2 separate regions of the Rattus norvegicus genome follow, and region 2 is linked to region 1. Evidence: chromatin contacts called from public Hi-C data. All regions are on one chromosome and are shown on one strand. The core of a region is the stretch at or near the end of the contact, and the rest is flanking DNA. Distances in the headings are between cores, read along the strand shown.

The links. Hi-C and Micro-C count contacts between places; a contact is called where the count stands out from the background.
Region 2: a Hi-C map of the A7r5 cell line shows a contact between it and region 1, with 2.1 times the contacts expected there. The contact joins two enhancer-like sites. A contact is called at or near these places in 4 of 12 Hi-C or Micro-C datasets (the A7r5 cell line, frontal cortex, kidney and 1 more).

What each region holds. Positions count from the first base shown.
Region 1 is chr3:187,313,221-187,319,726 of GRCr8, reverse strand. The region is part of intron 4 of Cdh4 (cadherin 4); the gene reads right to left. Among named protein-coding and RNA genes, the nearest start is that of Taf4, 140 kb to the left of the region's middle. Within about 2 kb of position 3,591, at least 12 of the 93 cell types and tissues checked have an H3K27ac peak or open chromatin away from gene starts, as enhancers often do.
Region 2 is chr3:187,347,107-187,353,612 of GRCr8, reverse strand. All of the region lies in intron 7 of Cdh4 (cadherin 4), which reads right to left. Among named protein-coding and RNA genes, the nearest start is that of Taf4, 110 kb to the left of the region's middle. Within about 2 kb of position 2,587, at least 14 of the 93 cell types and tissues checked have an H3K27ac peak or open chromatin away from gene starts, as enhancers often do.

The DNA.
Region 1 (6,506 bases), core at 2,342-4,841:
GCAGAGTGAAGTCCCCATCCACACGACAGGCAGGATCTGCTGGGCAGGGCACTTTGCATGAAATGAGACAGGAGTCTCTCTTGATGAAGGTATGAGAGAAATTAGAGAACAGATTTTTTTCCCCCAGTTTTATTTGTACACCAAACTGAAAGGTGGCTCCAGAAAACCCCCAGTTCCTAAAAAATATTCAACTAATGAAGAACATCTTTCTTTTCTTTCCTCATTTTAAAGGATAAGTTGATTTTTAAAAAATTAAGACTCCTAAAGCAGGAGCAGGGGCTGTCTCTGATTCTGTTGCCTGTCTTTGGATCCCTTTCCCCTAACTGGGCTGCCTTCTCTAGCCTTAATAGGAGAAGATGAGCCTAGTCTTACTGCAACTTGATATGCCAAGGTGGGCTGATATCTATGGGGGGTCTTCCCTTTTCTGAGGAGAAAAGGAGGAGTGGATGGAGAGAAGGGAGGTGAGAGGGAAGGATTGGGAGGAGAGGACAGAGGGGAAGCTGCAATTGGAATGTAAATAAATAATCAATAAAATTTAATTAAAATATAATCACATTGTTACTCCCTTTCTTTTCTCTTTCAAATTCACTGGCTACAGCTTAGTGTTGACTGTGTCTTATTGCTAACAGTGGTCTCTCTTACGTACATCTTCAGCGAAAGGGAGCAAGCAGAGTAAAGAAAAATGCAAAATGTACAGTTTAAAGAGAAAAAGAGCACCTGGAAGTGTAAGGTAGAAGGCAGAAGTTCCGGTGCTCAAGGAGATAAAAAGTTTAAAGAAAAGCCAGATCCAAAAAGGGATAAAGGGAGTGGTGACCTCGGGGCAAGGCTCTACCCAGCTAAGCTCCCAACTTGTGAAAAGGATTTAAAGAAAAGCTAAGGCAGAGAAAGGAACCATCAACAACAGAAAAAAAGATACAAATGTAACTGAACAAGGGGTCAGGTTCCCCGCCTCAGCAGGCTGCAGAACTCTGCAGCTGGGGTGGTTTGACTAGGTTTGGCCTTCTTAGACTCTCGGGTTTGAATACTTGGCCCCTAGGGAGTGGCACTATTAGGAGGTGTGGCCTTGCTGGAGGAGGTCCTGTCACTGAAGGGTTGGACTTGGAGGTTTCCTATGCTCAAGCTATGCCCAGGGTGGGACACAGTCTCCTTCTGCCTTTGGATCAAGCTGTAGAATTCTCAGCTCCTTCTCTAGCACCACATCTGCCTGCGTGCTGCCATGCTCCCTGTCGTGACGATAATGGACTAACCCTCTGACACTGACTGTAAGCCCCCAGTTAAAAGCTTTCTTTCCTAAGACTTGCCTTGGTCACGATGTCTTTTCACAGTAATAGACTAGTGACTTAGACACACACACACACACACACACACACACACACACACACACACACACACACACTCCTTCCTTCCTTCCTTCCTTCTTTCCTTCCTTTCTTCCTTCTTTCCTTCCTTCCTTCCTTTTGACAGTCTCACTATGGAGCCTAGGCTGTCCTGGAACTCACTATGTAGACCAGGCTAGCCCCTAGCTGAAAGAGTCCTGTCTGTGTCTGTCTCCTGAGAGCTGCTGGGTGTGCACCACTGGCCCCAGCTGAGATTGCATTTAATAAGCCAGCATTTACCCTGGTCAAGCCACAACTGGTTACACAAGAGTGAAGCCATCATCACCCGAGTTACCTATGCCTCCTGGTCTGGGCATAGCAGAAAAAGTCTACCACGGAGTCTGAGTTGCCCACGTATGTTGCCCTGGTGAGGTGGTTGGTCTCCATTTTTGCAGAAAACGGGATTTAATAACCAGGGACACGGAGAGTCTAGTGGAGAGACAGCCTGCCCTGTGCCTGTGTCTGTGTTCTTGGTGCCTGAAGGGTAAGGGACAATTCCCACAGTCGTGAGGTGGCTCATGGCACAGGGACAGGGAGCTGCCCTGGAGGACTAGGCACCTCTGGGTTGTGGTATGTTGGTAGCTTTGACTCTGGACTTGGACTTTGGGATCACAGTCAGGTCTCAAGTGCAGTGATTAAAGGGGACACATGGAGCCAGGGGCAGTGACTGGTGTCTCCAGTAGACCTGGAACAGATGCTGTGATGTCATACAGAACTTCTACCACCTCCTTCTGCCAAGAAGGGCATTAATTATAACCGTGCTGAAAGGAACCGCCGTACAGTTAATACTTTTTTTTTTTGTAAAGGAAACTCATCGTGCTTTGATCCTCTGCTGGGCCACTCCGAAGCCCCTCCTGACATACAGCGGCCGTGGGCTGCTGAGTGTGGTGTCCAGGGGGCTCTCTGCACAGACCTTGGAGTGCTCAGATTCTCTCATAGTTTACCTTGTGGAGAAGAAATACTGTATAAAGGAGCCTGGCGGGCCAGGGGAGAGCACTTTCCTGTGATTTGTGTCTGGAAAATGAGGAAAACATCGCAGACACGAATGTGGGTAGGGAGCAGGAAGCGCAGGCAGCCCTCGCGCCAGCCCCCTGCTGAGGACGCCGCAGAGAATTGCTTGGGCTCCTCTGCGTTTGTTGTTAGAGGACAGAACAGATGGTAAAAGGTTAGTTTAAAGTGATGTCTGCATTAAAATAACGTACGGCGGCACCGGAGGCTGTGTTCACCTGGGGACTGTAGCAGGACCGCTCTATCCTCAGAAAAGATGGAGGGAGGGAGGCCCCCAAGTCCCCCACATAAAGTATTTGCCTTATTCAAATGAACTTGAAGCTGGATAAAGTCACCATGTGGCTTCCAGCTGCAGACACCTGGGTTTATTCTCGGTGTATTCAAGTGAGGGAGCAATGGGGCAGAATCACATCTGGATTCCAGATGTGTGGCGGGTAGGGGAGAGAGGAGGGAGGGAGAGGAAAAGAGGAACACTCAGAAAAGGCCCTCAGTTTTGGGCCAAAACCACACAGTGTGCCAGGCCCTAAGGTGACAGACAGCACAAGGACACTCACCGTCCAGGGACAGGAGGTGTTCCACAAAGTGAAACTCCGCAGTTATAAACCTGGACAACGGCTGTCAGTGACAAGTGGGTCTGCGAGGCTGTGCGTAGCATGGGGCAAGAGTAGCTCAGAGAGCTTGACGACCCAATTGGGTTCCTTTGCTCTTATCCAGTGATGGACACAGACACACTACGTATAGATGCCCAGATGTCATCCGCACATACACCGCACAGCATGCACACAAAACCACACACATATACAAACATGAATAGTGCAAAGACTCATTACAAACACATCCAAGCACATAAATACACACAGGCCTCCACGCCCACACCACGGCCTCTCTCCTTGGGCACCCACCTCTGAAAGGGTCGGATATTTTGTGGCCAGTGGTCCTGTCACTCACAACCCCCCCCCCCCCCGTCCCTGACCTGGCATTTCAAAATATGCTCAGATAATCCTTAGGGTCAAGCCTGTTCAGCAGGACACGGATCTCTGGTGAAGCGCTTCTGTGCCTCCTCTTGTACTGTATTAAAGCTAGAGATTTCCCCAGGAGAACAGGTTGCAATTTCTCATTTTTTGTTCCCGCTGGGAGTTTGCATGGCCCGAAGCGGCTCCAGCTTCTTCGAGTGAAAGGCTCTGAGTCGTGACAGCTGTGCCTCCCCCATCCCTCAGCCCACACGCCAGGATGTAGACAGTGGATTTACTCTTGGCTGTGCCTGCAGCCAGCAAGACTAGCTGGCCAAGGAAGGCAATTTTCCTTTAAAACCTGACTCTCGCTGAAGCCCAGAGGTAAAAAGGCGGTTGCACCTAGACACATTTGCAGCTTCCTGTGGCCTCATCCACGTGCACACAAAACTCTGTTGGTCTCGGGGCTTGAACTTGGTCCCACAGCTGACGGTGAATCAGGTTTTCTTTGGCTTCTGTTTTGCCCAGATACCTTGCCTCCATTTCTCCTTTCCTGTCCTATTGTTCGTAAGCCTTATTGATGCTCCACACACCCTGGGAATCCAGTAGCGTAACTTGTCCCCAAGAGTAGAACGCTGGGTCCTGGACGGTGTATGCAGCAGGTACCTCATAATTACTAGATGAGCAAATTAAACCAGGAGTCACAGCCCAGGAGCGGGTGGGCAGAGAGACAGCCAGGTCGCTTACTCATCCTTCTGTTGGGAAACCATGGCTGCCGAGGCCCTAAGAAAGGCTTTTTGCAGGATAGCTAGCTGTCCTGTGATCTGGAAGATGGGGAATGGGCAGGCTGTGGAGGGGTGGGGAGAGAAAGGCTGCAAAGCCTGAGACTTGGCAAAGCCAGACAGGTGCTGGGGTCTCTGGGAACCGTTACTGCACAGAGAACAAAGACAGAGAAGGCAGAAGTGGAAGGAGAGGGAAGGGAGGGTGGAGACACGTCACACCTCCCCAGCTCACTGGAGCCTGGTCTGGAGACTGCTGGGAACCCATAGCAGAAGAATACACACTGTGGGTTCTCCACTCTGGCTTACCGCCCTGGTAGGCAAGGGCAGTTCCAGTAGCTACTCACGGGTCTACTCGCTGTCTCTGGACTCATACCTCTTTGCAGAATCATGCCTCCCCACCTAATGTGTCCACCTCACCAGCTCTGTCACCAGCTCAGTGGTCCAGTCTGAGGATTCGGAAGTTCTCAAAAGACAACTGGAACATTCCAAGAGTGCTAAGCTTTCTGGACACCGTCTAGCCCATGCTGCAGATGTAGCCACTGAGGCCAAAGACTCCGTGTGCAACTGGGACCTGGGGCAGAGTTCCCAGGTCCTGTTTAGTGGTCACATTATCTTCGCTTGTTTGTGATGTTAGGGATAGAACCTGTGGCCTTGGGTGTGGTGGGTGAGTGCTCTACCCTGAGCTACACTCCTAGCTTAGTCACACACAGCCTCTGTAGGCAGGAAGGAAGCAGAGCCATCTCCCTGCTGGACCCAGAGCCCTATGAATAGCGTGCAGATGGTTGGACCGAGCCAGCTCTGCAGCTCAAAGGGCTACTGCACACTCCACCAGAGACTCAGGTGCTGGCATCCGCTCACTCCGGCCAGCCCTGCAGATGTGGGTCCAGGACGTTCAGGTGGTTGTCTGTCGGAGCCTCCAGTTTAAAAGCTCCTAGTCAGAGCTTCATTTTAATTGTTCCGGTGAGTGACTGTGTGGAAGGGCAGCACTGTGGTCTGTGAGCTTGCTGCAGCGTCTCATTGAAGAGCTCCTTGCTGGGCGATGAGTGCCGAACACTAAGTAGACATCTGTGTGAGCCACTTCAGGGCTCAGGGAGCACCGAGGAAGAGGAGGGTGAAAGATCACAAGAGCTGGAGAGTGGGGAAGCGTGCTATGAGTGGTCACCTGCACAAGTGGAGCTTCAATGTTTCAAGATGTGGAGAAACTTCCACGACCACGCCCCTCCCCAGGAGCCAGGAAAAGCTTACGGCTATTAGCACGAAAGGTTGCTGTGGAAGGGTGGTGTTTTCTTCAGAAGTCACTGTTAGATTGGCAACGGTCTGGTGACTACATCTACCCACACTCACTCAAGCAACCCTACAGAGCCACAAAAACTCACGTGTCCAACTAACCAGTCAACTAAACAGAAAAACAGCAAAGAGAATGGAGGCTTGTGGAGAAGGTGTTTGGTGGGAGAGAAATGGTGTGTGTGCGTGCGTGCATGCATGCGTGCGTGCGTGCGTGTGTGTGTGAAAATGTCTCACATTCATCATAGACGTATATGAAGTTACCAAAGAAGAAAGTTTGCAAGCAGCTGGACTCAGCTGGTTGCTAGAACTGCTCTCATCAAAGGAAGGGCACAAACTCGGGGCCCACCCCGCCCCCACTCTTCCTCAGCTTTTGAACGATATGGAGGAGATCTGAAGTATTTCCCACGCACAGTGAAACTGAGCCTTCAGTTATCTTCACGAAGGTTACTGTAGCAGAACTCCCAGCATGTGATAGGCACGGAAGGAACGGAGTTCCCTGGCGAAACACCATGGCCATTGTGTATGCTGTTCACAATTACTTGGAGTTTCATAAATCAGGGGAAAACCCTCAAAGTCATATGAGTACTAATGAAAGCCATGAATCTGTTCTTATAAAATTTGCCTGGTGGGGAAGAGGGGATTAGTTGGTCTCAGAGATGCCCTTGAGGTTACACCAAATTAATAAGGCCAAGCTCTCTTAATTTCTGGTGGGCGATTGGGCGGGCTTTATTGCTGACAGGGGACGGCTATGTGGGCATGTACATGCCTGACTTGCTGGGAACGCAGAGGGCTGACTAACTTTTTGGGGATTGTCATTCTCCCACAGGGAGAGCTACTGCGCCCTGCTCTCTTAGCTGGTGGGAGGCCCCAGGGCGGCCTCTAGCGTCATTCCTCAGGCACCACCCTCTTTTTAACTTGTTATTTTGAGACAATGTTTCTCACTGGCCTGGCCAGCAATCTCCAGGGATTCAGCATCTCTGCTTTGCCAGCCCTGGGATTACAAGCGCAGGCCACACTACCTGGCTGCTGGTGTGGGGTCTGGAGATAGAACTCATGTGTTTGTGCTCAGGAGGCTTTTCCTTCCATTTTAGAGCATCCATGGG
Region 2 (6,506 bases), core at 1,338-3,837, 35 kb before region 1:
GACTGTTGCCCAGCTAGCTGCACTCTCTAGGTCAGGCTGAGCCATAGCTGGGAGCTCCCAACTTCCCCTGAGGCGCTGCCCCAGTAAACGCTGAGACTGCCTCACCCACAAGACAAACCTCCTACTTATTCTGGGCTCTCTGATCCTAGCAGGCAGTCAGTAGGGGGGATATAAATTGAGGCCGAGAGCCCAGACATTCCCTCAATCCCTTCATCATCCACTGAGGTCAAAGCCATGCTGGCCCTTCAGAGAGGGTCTCGGGACCGTCTCAGGCTCAGGGCTGTTCTGTGCCGGTCAAGGGTTGATACTTTTGGACTTTCCCACTGGCTACTGTTGGACCCCTGCCCCACTGAGAAGTGGAGTAGCTGAGGCTGCTCTTTTGTTGCTCACCATCTAGAGACTGCTCTGTGCTTGAGAGTGAGGTGAGGGGGTTTGCAGGGCCAGCTGTGGGGCAGGGGCGTCCAAGGGCGCTGTGGAAACTGTGAAAAGTTGGACCTAGAGTTGGCAGGCAACCCAGAAACCCCACTCTTGGGTGTGGATCCAAAGGCTAAAAACAGGTGTCTACACGAACGGCACCCACCAGTGCGCACATAGCACCGCCCACAAAGGTCAAGTAGCCCATGGAGAGTACTTGAAACATAGTGTGTCCACATGGTGGAGTATCACCCAGCCTTGAAAAGGAATAGCATTTCGACACCCGCTATGCCCAGACGAACCTCGGAGCCTGATGAAAATGAGCCAGGTCCAGAAAAATCACAAGGATGTCTTTACAAAGGCGATGTGTCTGCATCAGGCGAGCCCACAGATAGAGGCTCCCTATGGGGGTAGATGGGGCACCAGCGCTGTATGGCTTCTCCCCAGGGTGATGAAAGTGCCTGGGACCTAGGCAGATGTAGCCCTGGGTGAGCTGACTGCAGTATGTGGGTGAACCTCACAGCGTGTGCCTCACAGCTTAAGGTGCTGGCACTAGAAGACTGCCCCTGAGAAAGTGCAGCTCTCCTCAGCGGGCTGCATGCATTCCTCCCCCCACACCACTGCTGCCTGTGGAAGCCTTCATAGGCTGCAGACCTTGGCCTTGGGACATCGTGGAAGGGGCTACACAGCACTGTTCTCATGGACCGCTCTGTCTCCTGGGAGCCCAAGGGGCCTCTGTGCTCATTGTCCTCCGTGGTTGCGGGGCTGCTGGGAGACGTGGTTAGAGTTCCCAGGCTTCCACAGGGCCTCATCAGGCTGAATCCAGTCATGGAGCATTCCTGCCTGTCTGTGGGTCGCTCTACTTCTGCATCCGGTGCCAGGATAAGGTGATGCATGTGTGCGCAGACCACTGAGCAGCATTGCCCCACGGTGTGGCAGAGTGCTTTGCCCTGTCCTAATGCTGGGGCTTTCCTTGCCTGGGGTGGAGTGGGGAAAGATATGTGCACCTCACCGGGTGCCCAGGTGGATGAATGCTTGGTGACGAGGACTTGGCCATATGCAGTCAACACTGACAGCAGAGCTCCCAGAAAGGGTGGCTTCCAAGGGCCTGGGTCTTGGGCAAACCTCCACTGACTGTCCTAGTCCCTGAGATTTGGGCTTCCCGAGCATCCTCACTCGAGGATGTGAGTAAAAACCAGGTTCTGGAGCTGGAAAAATGGCTCAGTGGTTCAGAGTGTGTGCTGCTCTTGCAGAGGACCTGAGTTTGATTCTTCCAGGGATTGAACTCATCTGGCCTCTGTGGGCCTGCTCTCTCTGTCTCTGTCTCTCTCTGTCTCTGTCTCTCTCTGTCTCTCTCTGTCTCTGTCTCTCTCTGTCTCTGTCTCTCTCTGTCTCTGTCTCTCTCTGTCTCTGTCTCTCTCTGTCTCTCTCTCTGTCTCTCTCTGTCTCTGTCTCTCTCTGTCTCTGTCTCTCTCTGTCTCTCTATCTCTGTCTCTCTCTGTCTCTGTCTCTCTCTCTGTCTCTGTCTCTCTCTCTGTCTCTGTCTCTCTCTCTATCTCTGTCTCTGCCTCTGTCTGTCTGTCTGTCTCTGTCTCTGTCTGTCTCTGTCTCTGTCTGTCTCTGTCTCTCTGTCTCTGTTTCTCTCTCCCTTGCGCGCGCACACACACACACACACACACACACACACACAAAACCAATAAAAATAAATCTTTAAACTTCAGCTCCCAGCTGCTGAGTCAAAAGATGCATTCCTTGCTCAGACTTCAGCATTGCTTGCTCCAGCCTGGGGTGGTAACTCTCTGCCTCCACTGTCTGGGGGAAGGGTGGTGTGCTACGGAACCACTTGGGGGCTCCTACTGCCTAGACCTGCCACCTGCTCCTGGCACTGCCTTTATGACACACGAGTGGGCTTCCCTCCCATCCCCTTCCAGCAGGCAGCTCTTTCTGCTGCATCAAAAGCAGAGAGAATGCAGCTCTTCTCAGTGGGGTGCACACGGCCCCTCCTCCCCACTGCTGCTGCCGGTGGGGAGCCGGCAGCCTAGCAAGCCTCAGGCTTGGCACAGGGTGGATTCAGCTGCTTCGCTCTGCTCTCAGCCATGTTGTCTACCTCTCTTCTCCATTGAGCACCACCCATGACATAGGAAGGAGGCTAGAGTGGCAGGAATGACCCTGCTCGAAGCAGGGAGAGCTGAGGAGTCCTTCTCAGACCTTTCTGGCCACCCCGCTGGCTCTCAGGCGCTGCCTCCAGGCTGCTGACTCAAACCACAGGCTGCACACTGCCGCCCTTCACTTTCCTCTTCATTCTCCTCCTGAAGCCTGTGAGCCACTCCTGGGGTTCCTGTCTTTCCAAGGTTGACTCTAGGACAGGTCATTCTGAATGGGGACCTCTCTGCTGCCCAGTGTCCCATGCTCTATGTGAGCACTGGGCAGTGTCCATAGACTGCCCATGGGGTGTTAGGAGCAATCGCAGATACCGCAGTGTAGTAGTGTCCCAAGGGGGGCATTGTTCGAGAAGCAGTGCTCCAAGGAAGGAAGCAAGCAGTAAATAAGGGAAAACGGTCACTTCAGATCATGGCAATGTCTGTGCCCATGGACAGAGGGTGGTAGTCATGTGCTGCTAACTGAAGTAAAAACCTCCACTTAATATGCTTGGAGAGGACTGTGGCAGGCAGAGAGAATAGTTCGTACTAAGGTCCTGGGGGAGGTGGGATGTGTGTGTGTGTGTGTGTGTGTGTGTGTGTGTGTGTGTATTCATGTGTGCACACACCTGTGCATGTATGTATGTATGTGCATGTGCATCTGTATTTGTGCATGTGAGCATATGTGTGTATGTGCATGTGGTTGTTTGCGTGTGTGTGTGTGTGTGTGTGCGTGTGTGTGCGTGCGTGTGTGTGTGTGTGTGTGCGCGCGCATGCGCACACACTCCAGGAAGTTTGGGGAGTGCAGTTTTGAGGGTATAGAGTTATCAAAAGACAGGTCTAGTATTAGTCAGAGCAAGATGTAAAACCATGAAAGGATAGAGAAGATGAGCGTGGTCACATGTGTGTGTGTGTGTGTGTGCACAGGAGAAGATGAAGTTGGTCACATGTGTGTGTATACACATGTGTATAAGATGGTCACATGTGTGTGTGTACAGGAGATGAGGGTGGTCACATGTGTGTATGTGTGTGTGCGTGTGCGTGCGCACAGGATGGTCACATATGTGTACAGGATGGTCACATGTGTGTGTGCACAGGAGAAGATGAGTGTGGTCACGTGTGCGTCTGTACAGGAAGCTCGAGGGACCAAAAGGGCAGATGGAGGTGTGAACAGGTGTTACCTGCTGTGTGGTATCTGGGGTGAGACCGGAAGGGTGGGCCTGTCTGAATGCATGGGAAATTGGAAACCACGGAAACTGTGGCCTAGACACTTGTCACCAAAAGGACACCTTCCTTTCTGCTTCAGGTTGGGATCATGGTGCTGCTCTGACACTCTTTCCTTTACTCCTCCTCAGACGCAAACAGTGGTAAACACGCGATGCCCGGTGCAGCTAGCCAGGGGGTGGTGTCAGGGGGACAGAGGTTGTAGACATTTGGGCTCAGGCAGTTCCTGGCCTCCCAGTCCCTCCAGAGAAGAATGCTGAGAGGCGAGAGCCCGCGCTTTAGAAGGATCCAGAGGATTTGTGTACAAAGCCTCCTGGTTAAACACTGGCAAAGTTCAGAGATAACCAATAGACACAGCATCCATCTGTGGCTGCGGCTGTCGTCTCTGGCTGCCTGTCTGAGACCTCAGATCTGAACAAGTGGGGGCTGTGGAGTCTCCACACGGAAGAACGCCCTGCTGCAACAGGTGATGTGGACTCCCTGGGGCTGCTCTGGCCACTCTGCACCCAATATCTGGTGATTGCCACAGGGAAAGTCAAGAAAGGTCTCGGTGTCCGGACCGATGGAGGGACATTGTGGATGGGTACAGGGAGGTGTGTGTATGTATGGCTATGTGCCGGTGCAACTTACAAAGCAGGCACAGGTTGTACTTGGCTTGTGGGCTGTGACTGGGTGATCCTGAGCTAAGCTATGCTCTGCCCTGCTGCTTGTCAGAGCCCAGGAAGACCCTGATCTGGGGACTGAGACCAACCTGTCTGGATCTGTCACCATCCCTTCGTGCTTAGAGGTTAATGAAGGTCACATTGTGGATGTTCCTATCTCTTCCTTGGCATCCATGGTAGTCTCCTTGACCCCATGCCTCTGAAGGCCACTTCTGGTAGTCCTTGAAGGAAGAGGTCTGAGGAGAGGAGGAGAGGCAAGAGCAGAAAGCACGGGGCTCTCCCGAGCAGGCAGTTCAGTGGCTGCAGTGTGGGAGAGCTCTGGGAGTGGAGGCAGGGCACAGCCCCGAGGGTCCTGCAGGGCTCCTGACAGGGGAATGGGTGCTGCTTTATTATTCTAGCATTCCATTCCAGCTTTTCCCTGGGTCTCTGCTGACACCTGCCCCTGGCTCTCCAGGGTTCCTTGTCAGCCTGACCAGAGCAGCATGGGCAAGAGCAGGTTCAGATGCTGCCAGTACCCTTGGCGCTTAGGCCATGTCTTCCCTACTCTGAAAGTCATGTTTCAGGGCCCTTTCAGGCTCTCTGGGCAGGCTGTGGCTGGACCCCAGAACGACGTTAGGAACCAGTGGCAGGGTGCTGGGTCCCTGGGGTTTGGTTGGTTTTGACCTGGTCTGATGCTTTTGTCCTGAGTGGAGCTGGGAAGGTAGCTGAGACAGGCTCTGTGGTTTTGTTTCCATCTTTGGGAAAGGAAGGACAGTGTCCTGCTTTCTCTGGCCTTGTTTTTTTTTGAGTTGCTGCCAAGCGGAGGTTGTAGGGAGGTGTTGTCTGGAAAGCTCTGGAAACACTGTAGAAGAGGCCACTTAAAAATCCCCACGCAGATGTCCTTGCCAACGACACGTCACACGTTTCTGAATGTGTCTGTACATTTTTGGACATGTCTGGATGTCACTGGGGTTTCTGGACACGTCTGAATATTGGTGGATATTTTTGGAAGTGCCTGGATATCTCTGGGTTTGCTGGGGTGGTGTCCCACAGGCAGCCCTGCTCCTGGGGGTGCCTGTATCACCACACACTGCTCTGCCCTTGCTGGGATGTTTTCCTGTGGAGTCAGTGATTAAAAACTCTTGGGTTGGGATGCAGCTTGATGCTGGAGCCCTGGCCTAACCAGCACAGGCCCTGGGGTCAGTTCCTGGTACTGTAAAAAGTCTAAAAATCAAGCAGCCTCTCTGTTTGCCTGGGATGGCCAGAGACGCTCATCAGTTTTTCTACAATGTTCTGCCGAGTTTCCTGTCAGGCCACACCAGCGATTGACACCTTTACCGTGGCAATCTGCCCTGCCTTTCTCTTGTGCTTACTGATGGCCTGACACAGTCATGACGGAGCCAATGTACACACACACACACACACACACACACACACACACACACACACACACACACACACGAGTGTGGCCATGGAGTAACTGCTTGGAGTGTGATTCTCCGTCATGTCCCCAAGCCAGATCCTCTGAAGGGAGACCTCACCCCTGCTTCCTGCAAGGCCACCTCTGGTAGGGTCTTTTGAGAAGAACAAAAGGCACAGAAAAACTCCCAACCTGGCAGCCCAGATGCCAGAGGAAGACCCTGAGAGATGGGGCAGGGACTCGGTGGTCTGTGGCAGCAAGAGCTGTGGAGATGGTCTTGGGGTACACGCACCATATTACTGCCTGCCTTTCTGGCACGCGGCTGACTTATTGCCTGAGTGGTCTAAGGGGGGACCTTAAGTAAGAACAGACCAAAACCCAGAACAATATAAGATCCCATTACAGCTCACTTGGCGGCTTTCCTAGTAGACTAAGCAGCAGTGCTTCTAGTGTGGGACACAGTTATAACCAAGTGTTGTCCTAACCCTTCCTGTGCTTATTCCGTCACATGATCTAGTCTCCCCGTCCTCCCTTTCATGGCTCCTCTCTTCCTCAGGCTCAGACCTCTTCCTCTCCTCCTGACACTGGTGACTGTCTTCCTTGTGTCTGTCTCAGATCTCCTTCTGCTTGATTCTTACTGGACCCCAGTTTGTAGGTCTGGGTGCACCC